2 separate regions of the Columba livia genome follow, and region 1 is linked to region 2. A link is a contact called in public Hi-C data. All regions are on one chromosome and are shown on one strand. The core of a region is the stretch at or near the end of the contact, and the rest is flanking DNA. Distances in the headings are between cores, read along the strand shown. Region 1 overlaps SKAP2 (src kinase associated phosphoprotein 2). Region 2 has its middle 110 kb from the start of NFE2L3.

What was found. Hi-C and Micro-C count contacts between places; a contact is called where the count stands out from the background.
Region 1: a Hi-C map of liver shows a contact between it and region 2, with 2.1 times the contacts expected there. The contact joins two enhancer-like sites. A contact is called at or near these places in 2 of 2 Hi-C or Micro-C datasets (crop and liver).

The regions. Positions count from the first base shown.
Region 1 is chr2:36,070,634-36,074,890 of bColLiv1.pat.W.v2, forward strand. SKAP2 (src kinase associated phosphoprotein 2) reads right to left here. Exons shown (of 11, transcript XM_065051387.1): 11 at 1,996-4,257. Among named protein-coding and RNA genes, the nearest start is that of SKAP2, 120 kb to the right of the region's middle. Within about 2 kb of position 2,763, at least 2 of the 3 cell types and tissues checked have an H3K27ac peak away from gene starts, as active enhancers do.
Region 2 is chr2:35,702,008-35,705,778 of bColLiv1.pat.W.v2, forward strand. No RefSeq gene overlaps it. Among named protein-coding and RNA genes, the nearest start is that of NFE2L3, 110 kb to the right of the region's middle. Within about 2 kb of position 1,629, at least 2 of the 3 cell types and tissues checked have an H3K27ac peak away from gene starts, as active enhancers do.

The DNA.
Region 1 (4,257 bases), core at 1,513-4,012, 370 kb after region 2:
AAGCTCCAACACATCAGTTTGCTACAGCAGAAAATAAAAAGATTGGGTTTTCGTGGCATATGAAACTACCTGCCTCTTCATCTACCAGCAGCTCTTCTTAGACTGCCTGCACTGTTGTACTTTATTCTTCCACACATTGCCACAAGAAGACACCTTAGATTTTTAAGTTATTCCTGTTAATCAAAATACTTGTTCATCCCAAAAGGCTAGGAAGAAGCTGAAATTTACAGTTTTAAATTTGCCTTGTGTTGGCATTGCTTTCAGGTGCAGAGGTTTTTCCTCTACTTTGCTTTGAACCCAGCTTCCTGTGAATTTCTCAGTCTGGTCATTTGGACTAAGGAAAATTCCAGGCAGCAGAAACAGAATTGTCTAGATCCCATTACAAAAATCTCTCCTAAACAAATCCATAAAAGGCTATGATGTAACAATTCATGGCTTATCACTGCCTGATTTGCTTCACAATTTAAAGGGGGAAAAAAATATATGTATTGGCACAACGCGGTTGGATTAGAAAAGCAGAATCCCTTTGACCTGCACATCCTGTCACCACCTCAGCCCCCCTTTACTTTTTCCAGTAGGAAGAAGAGACTGGTCAAGTCACAATTTCATCCCAGAAGCATGAAATACTGTGCTTACACCCAGCTTGAATCCACAATTTTAAGTCCGCAGTGTGAAGTTGGTTGGTGTTGGTCCCTCACAGCAAGACATGGGATCCTGAGAAACAGGAAATGAACTCTAGGACAGAGATGCAGCTTTGGCAGAGCACTCTTCACTGAGCTCACTGTCAGTTTTTCTAAATAAAGGTGGAATTAAGCAGACACTTGTCTGAAAAATGTCAGCTTCAGAGAAACCCTGGTAAGTGAAGGTCTTACACTTTATCAGTACATTGTGCTATGTAGAGTAGAAAGTTGTTTATAAGGTTTCCATGCATATGCTTATTCCCACAGTTACATATTAATAAATTTTTCATCAAGCTGAGGGAGAGGAGAGAAACATCGAATGGCTCATGCATCTGAAAAGCACGACATTGTCATCTACCTGGCTACTGTCATGCATGTTTTAATATTTTACAGCTTTCCTACAGATCCCAGTGAACTTTATCAAGCCAGGACTCTGATATACAGCCACAAGTTTGTTTTGCTTTACCCGAGATAGAAAAATGGATGAAATGTAGTCTTTTGGCTACGGAGAAGCCTGTGCCTTTCTTTTGTTTAGTTCAGCTTACGGAAATAATTGCATCTCTTTCAGAAAGAGGACAAAGAGTATTCAGCAAAAGGCACTTTGAAATTGTATTGCCGGGTTTTGAGTTACAGTTTTGAGAGCCTGATCCAGAAGCAACCAAATTCAATGGCTGCTCAGTTTCAAAAGTCTTTGGATCAGGTTCTAAAGGGTTATTCTTTACACTTCTTCTAATGCTGTGTCATGCTCAGGCTGTAGAGCCAAAAAGAAGAAACTTTATGCATTTGGCTTCACATATAGAATGGCATCCTAATTAGCATTCACATTCTGCTTAATTCCAGTCACAAGAAGTTTTTATTATTAATGGAGGAGCAAAAGGTAAGTTGATGCACATCACTTCCCTAAATCTTATCCATAGATCTCTCTGACGAAAGAACCAGTGCATACACTACCCTCAGTACAGGTAATTAGCGGCAGCATGCACAAAGAGGTATATCCTAACTAGATGCTAGGAAAATACATGAACCAGTTGTCTGTATAGAGAAGTACATGAAAAAATACTAGAGTGTGACATTATTATATCCGGGTGCCTCTGCTATAAAAACCATTTGTATTACCCTTACTTCTCTGAATAAATTCAAATGACAGCCCCATTTCATTTCTTCATTCAGTCTGGAGGCCAGATGGCATTAGAATCATTTACTTCACCTTGTTGTGCTTAATTACTACAATCAACACACTATTTTCCAAATTAATCATAACAAAGTAATTTCATTAGTAACACAGCAGGCTGTTGAATTATTAGCATCATAACAGTTTGCAAACAATTAAACTTTATTTGAACCTTAAAAATTTGCAGAGTAGAACATTATTGTAAGATCTAATGGCAGTATAGTACAAATCCAGAACAGAGCAAATAATCAAGTAGAACGCTATACAAAATGCGACTTATAATCACCTTTCAAAAACTGAGCTGTTTTACTATTCACAGAATGCAAGTGCAACCTAAGTAAACAACAAAAATAAAGCAATTAGCATTTTCTACCATTGAGTTTTGTTCAAGTAGTATGGAAGGAGATTTTTTTTATCCAAAAAAGGTTATGGTATTTGCACAGATTTAAAGTAAACAATTCATCTGTGGTCCATTGCTGGTTTATTCCAAGACACTTCAAGTGAGTTTCAGGACATCCTTCACGCTTTGAATTATTAAGGCAGTTTGTTTATTCCCCCCCCCCACACACACACACACCTCCCCCCATGTACTAAGAGGGGTGAAAAGCCCTAAAAGAGAACTACAGACAAAAGACTCGCGATTTCTCCGACTGCCACCACCCAGCAGAGGCAGCGCTCGGCGGGCCCGCGGCTCATGGCTTGGGGAAGGACTCCCTCTCCTGGAAACGCGGCGGCCGCGCACGGAAGGGGGAAGGGGACGGGCTCGGCTTCCGACCCTGCCATGAAAATTTGCTGCCACCTACCGCCGCGGGCGCGCAGTGCAGCGCAAGGCCGCGCAGGGCCGCGGAAAGCCGCGCAGGGCAGCCTCTTCCCTTCCCCCGCGCCCCGGCTGCCCACGGAGCCGCTCCCGACCCAGCCCCGCGTTGGTCCTGTCCTAAATCAAAGTTTTGCAAATACACACTTCATCTCAACGAAACAGGGGATTTCCTCCCCCCACAGAAAGTAGGTGTTCGTGGAATTCGGAATTACTTAATTAATAAAAAGACGTTTCAGTGGGCAGATCTATTATGCTGCCAGGTTAACAAGTGAGAAGGAGCTTTTCTGGCCCTGATATTAACGCTTCACATTCTGTACACAATTCACAAGTACACTTGATAAATTAAAGTAGTAAAAGATCTGAAGACTATAATCTATCATTTTAATGCTTCACTGATAACTTACAGAATCAATTTCAATGACCATCTCCTTTTTAAAAAAATTGCAATAAAACTCCACAACCTGTTTGACTCCAATTAGAATCCAGCGCAACATCAAGTATCGTACATTAGCTAAAATAAAGCACCACATTTTAGCTTACTGAGAGGATGAGTTCAGACTAACGTTACCTTTTAACCCACAGTGTTTCCAGGGCCCGCCTGAAGCATAAACAGCACAAGCAACTACAAGGGGACCTGCACAGGCTCAGCAGTTCGCAGACTGGCCTGACCTGCCTCTTTGGCAGATTAAGGGTCTCACAAATCAAGTGTGTGGGAGGACTCGAAAAAGTTGATCTTGCATGCGAACAGTAAAGCGCATCTCCAAAACAAGAGGATTTGAAGTATTAACTCTGAGCTGCCCAACTCCTTTGTCCATGCAAGTGAGAGGATTTTAGCATACTTTCATGTTTTGACTGATGCTTTTAGCCACAAAGTTCTGGATTTGACACAAAGACTTCAGGTAGCTGTTACTAATCCACATAGAGCTGAAGATGTCTGTTGCACAACTTAAATCAGAAATTCCATATATGAAAAAGGTATCCAGATTTGACTTTGTAAAAGTTTCCCTTAAGGTACAGATAAAATATTGAACACTACCACAGACAAAAATCATTCTTATCTGCCATTTAGTTCATGTTAACTTAGCAAAAACTGTGGGGTTTAATATATTATCTTTTTACAAATTTTCATATAATTCCTATCTCCAAGTCAGAATGGTCTCAGGTCCATATAACCACATAGGCTGATTTATTACATCAGCAAAAGAACTAAGCCTTCATTTTGTGGCAACAAAATATTAGTTAACAATATAATACTAAATATATGAGAAAAATAAACCATTGGCTAAAACATAATACAAAAACACGTGGAAGCAGGCCTGAAGACTTGCAATATTACACATAAATTTCCCTTGATTTTCCTAGGAAACTGCACAAAATGTATGGTGAGCATTAAAGGGTTAATGTATGCATGAACTGACTAATAGTCTTCTACTTTTGAAGTTCAGTTTAATTTTTTCTAAATCTGAGGAACAGGAAAACACAGCCAAGTTCCCTGAAAGAACACGAACCTGTAGCTATACAGAGCGCTGCTTAAGAAGAGAGCAACAGGCACTGTTTGGCTGCTCGTGCCCCATATGTTAATTACCATC
Region 2 (3,771 bases), core at 379-2,878:
TTGATATTTGCGTTTACAATAAGTTTTTTAATAAGTCGTTTTCTAGTAATCCGTGTTATATGTATTTTGTAATACACGTATACAAAAAAAAAAAAAAAAAGAAAAAGGCTTAATGTGTATATACAATCATATGTTCACAATTCCCTTCGCATGTGCAAGCAGGCACACTTAAAGCATACACTACCATAAAATTTAAATAGGGGTAGATTTTTATGGGCTTGTGTATTAATAGTCTCTAATAAAATAAAGCTTACTGTGTATGTGTGTGGCTTGTGTGCATATGGCTACACTTACCGTTCAGTTTTCAATTTGCTAGATAACCAGTGCAGGTAGTACGAAAGGGGGCATATACATGGATAAATCGGTATATGTCTGGTTTTGTGTGCACACGTACTGAGATCTAGTTTCTGACCCGGGAAAACAATGTATCACCTCTAGTATGTCAACAAGTGGTTTTGTTCTCCTGTCTTAAATATTTTGTGAGCCAAACTACACAACTGGAAATAATGGATTTTCTATGAGATATAAAAGAAAATTCCATCTTCCTTTTTTTTCTTTTTTTTTTTTTCCCCTGAAATCGCTTTTGAAAATAAAGTCCCAGACATTCGAAAGGGCATTAAATCGTTTCGTTCTCTGCCCACACGCGTGCATACGCACGCACACGCCTGCTGTCCTTTGTCCCGTGAGAGGACACCGGTGAGTGTCAAAAGACCCGATTTAGGAGCTTTTCATCCATAGGCTTAGTTTTCCCTAGGTTTTACGTACATATCTATTTTATATGTATTTTGTAGATCAATATTTTGCATGTGTGCCTGTACATTATATATGTATACATGTGTACATTTATGCATTTTTATATAGCAAGAAACGTTGATGAATTGGTTTGAGCCTCTTCTCTGAAGGACCTTGGCAGACCCCCCGAGGCCGGTCTGAGGGGTCGGTGGCGGTGCCTTCCACCAGGTACCGGCGCGCAGAGGGGCTCGGAGCGGCGGCGCGATGAAGGCGGAGTGTGTGAGAGGGGCTGGGGGGACAGGTAGCCCCGGCATGGGCAGGGGCCCGAGCTTTATTCCCTGCTGTATGCTACAGCTTCCAGGCCCTTTAATAAGTCCAAATATTTACCCTCTAGAGAAATGCTTTATGTGGCCGCATGAAGGCGGGTAACCTTTGACAACAGCCGTCACACAACACTCCTCCGTAATGGACCACAGTGCGCGTACATCTAATTTATTGTGTTAAAAGTTATTGCAGGGGCTACGGGAGGGGGTCTCCAGACTACAAATAAGCGTTTTGCCACTGGGCGGAAAACACCGCCCCTGGGTCAGCCAGGCAAAGCCACGGGGTATCCGATTCGACCCCATCAACCACTCCATATGATGCCTCTTTCATGCTTTTTGACGAAAAATAATACAACAACAAAACAAACCACCGGATACTGCAACACAATCTCCCGGTAATACGCCAGGCGATATCTAGCACGTCTATCTGATAAAGGGGATCGTTTCCCGACGAGTCCCTCGGCAGGAAATCGTTCCCGATTAAACAGGGAGAAGCGGGAAAAACCCTGTCGCCCGGCTGGTGACGGTGCCAGTGCTGGTCCGGGGCCACCGGGAGCGCCGCGCCGGGACCGGCTGCGGTGCGATGCGGTGTCTCGGTCACCGCTGGCTGAACGAGCCCCCGCTTGGGACGGGAGCAGCCCAGGAGCCTTTTAAAATAGGTGCGGGCTAATAAGGGGCGACGTTTCAAGCAGCCGCAGCGGCCCGGCGGCAGCACCCGTGGGGGCAGAGCGGAGGAAGCCCGGTGGGATATTACCCTGTTTGTTTTCCCTTTGATCCGTAGGAAATAGGTCCTGCACTGCGTGACCCATTAAACTAATAAGATTATAAAGATCAGCAAGAGGGGATGGGGTCGCTAATGGTTCCCATCTGGCCCAGATTTTCGGCGTTATTAAAAACGGCGAGGGGAGCGGGCTTGGGTTACAGAGCCGGGGTGAAAGCGGAGAGAGGGGGCAGCCCGGACCACACATCACACCAATTAGCGCGGCGGGGCGGAAGGGCCCGGGGAGCCGGAGGGGCGCGGGCCGCCATAAACCACGGCGGGACATTTACGGCGTGTGGCTCCCGCCGCGGCGGCGAGCACCGCCCGCCTCCCCGCCCCGCTCCTCATGCATATGCAAGTACCGGCGCCCCTATGCAAATCGCCGCCCTGGCTCCACCTCGGGCGGTTCGCGGGGGGCGGGAGGCGGTGCCGGACGCTCATTTCAATAGCCCCGCCCCGAGCGTGACGCCTCCGGGACGATCCTCCAATGAGAGCCAGCGCGGCTTCAGGTTGCTCCTTCGCACGCCCCCCGATCTCCCCGCCTCTCCAAGGCACGCCCGCTGGCGGCGCTGGCCAGCCAATAGCAGCGCAGGATGCAAATGAATCGTGGGCGGTGCGCGCCGCGTCCCCGCGGATTGGTCGTGCGGCGCCGGCGCTTGGCGGCTCCGCCAAACGGGGCGGGGGCGGCTCGCTATTGGCTGGCGGCGGGGGGACGGGCCTGCCGCGCTGCGGGGCGGGGCGGATGACGGTGCGGAGATGTTCCGGCCCCTCGGCTAGGCGGAGCGCGCGCCGGGCGGGCCCACGCGTCCCGCCCTCCGCGTCCCGCCCCCCGCTTCCCGCTTCCCGCCCCCCGCTTCCCGCCCTCCGCGTCCCGCCCCCCGTGTCCCGCCCTCCGCGTCCCGCCCTCCCGGGCTGCAGCCTGATCCGCCCGCCCCCCGGAGGACGTCCCTCCGAAGCCGCTTGTGTGTCCCCTCCACTCGGCCTCGAGCTCACAGGCCGAGCCCCGCCCTTCAGCCGTCGCTGTGAAGCGCCGCCCGCCCCGCGGCCGCCGGCACCGCCGGTACCGCTCTGGGGTTTCCCAGCAGCCGGTGTTGGGCGGCGCGCTCTTAAAAAATGGGTGAAAACAATAAAAAGGAAAAAGAACTCGAATTGGGAGTAGGCGGGTCCCAGCTCCGCTTGTTTGCAGCTAATGAGCAGCAGGGCAATGAGCGGCACTCCCAGGAAGCGAGTGACGGTTCGGGGCGGGGGAGCTGAGCGAAGAAGGGGGGTTAGTCAGGGCAGGAAGGGCTGGCTTTAAAATGAGGGGTGTGCGCACCGCCGGGACGGGCTCCGGGGCCGAGGGGGTTACCCGTGTCTGCGTCCATCTCGCTTCATGCGCCACAGAGAAAATTGTGTCTACACCGTTAATAGAAAACATCCCACTAACGAAACGACGTCCCCAAGACGCTTGAAGGGGTGTTTAAGCACCAATTTAAGCGCACCCCCAGCCTTCCCACTGCGATCTTTAAATGAAGCAAATAGTATTGGAACTATTTGCTCTAGGCAGCTTTGTGCTTTTTAAATGCCCGAACGTCACCTCGACATAATTTAAGTGGTTATCTGAAGTGATTTATGTGATCGTCTTGCCATAAGCGATTATCTCGGCGTTTTCGTTGAAGTCACTTTCAAAACAAAAATCTCGTGATGGTCAACGGAGACTTGAAGGAACCTTTCTAAAAAGTGCGTGCTTTTAGCTAATAGTACAAGAATAAAAAACATCTGAAAGTATATATGTGTGTTAGCTGTTCTTCAGGATATTTTTTTAACAGTTTATTCCTTATCATTGATACGACACTTCACAAGTCGCCTCTCTTGTTCTTCACTATATTTCACGAACTATTTGCCCCAACTGATCTCTGACTTTAAAACTACGGGGAAAAAATGCAGCTTAATTTAAGAGAGTTCTGGTGCCTTCGG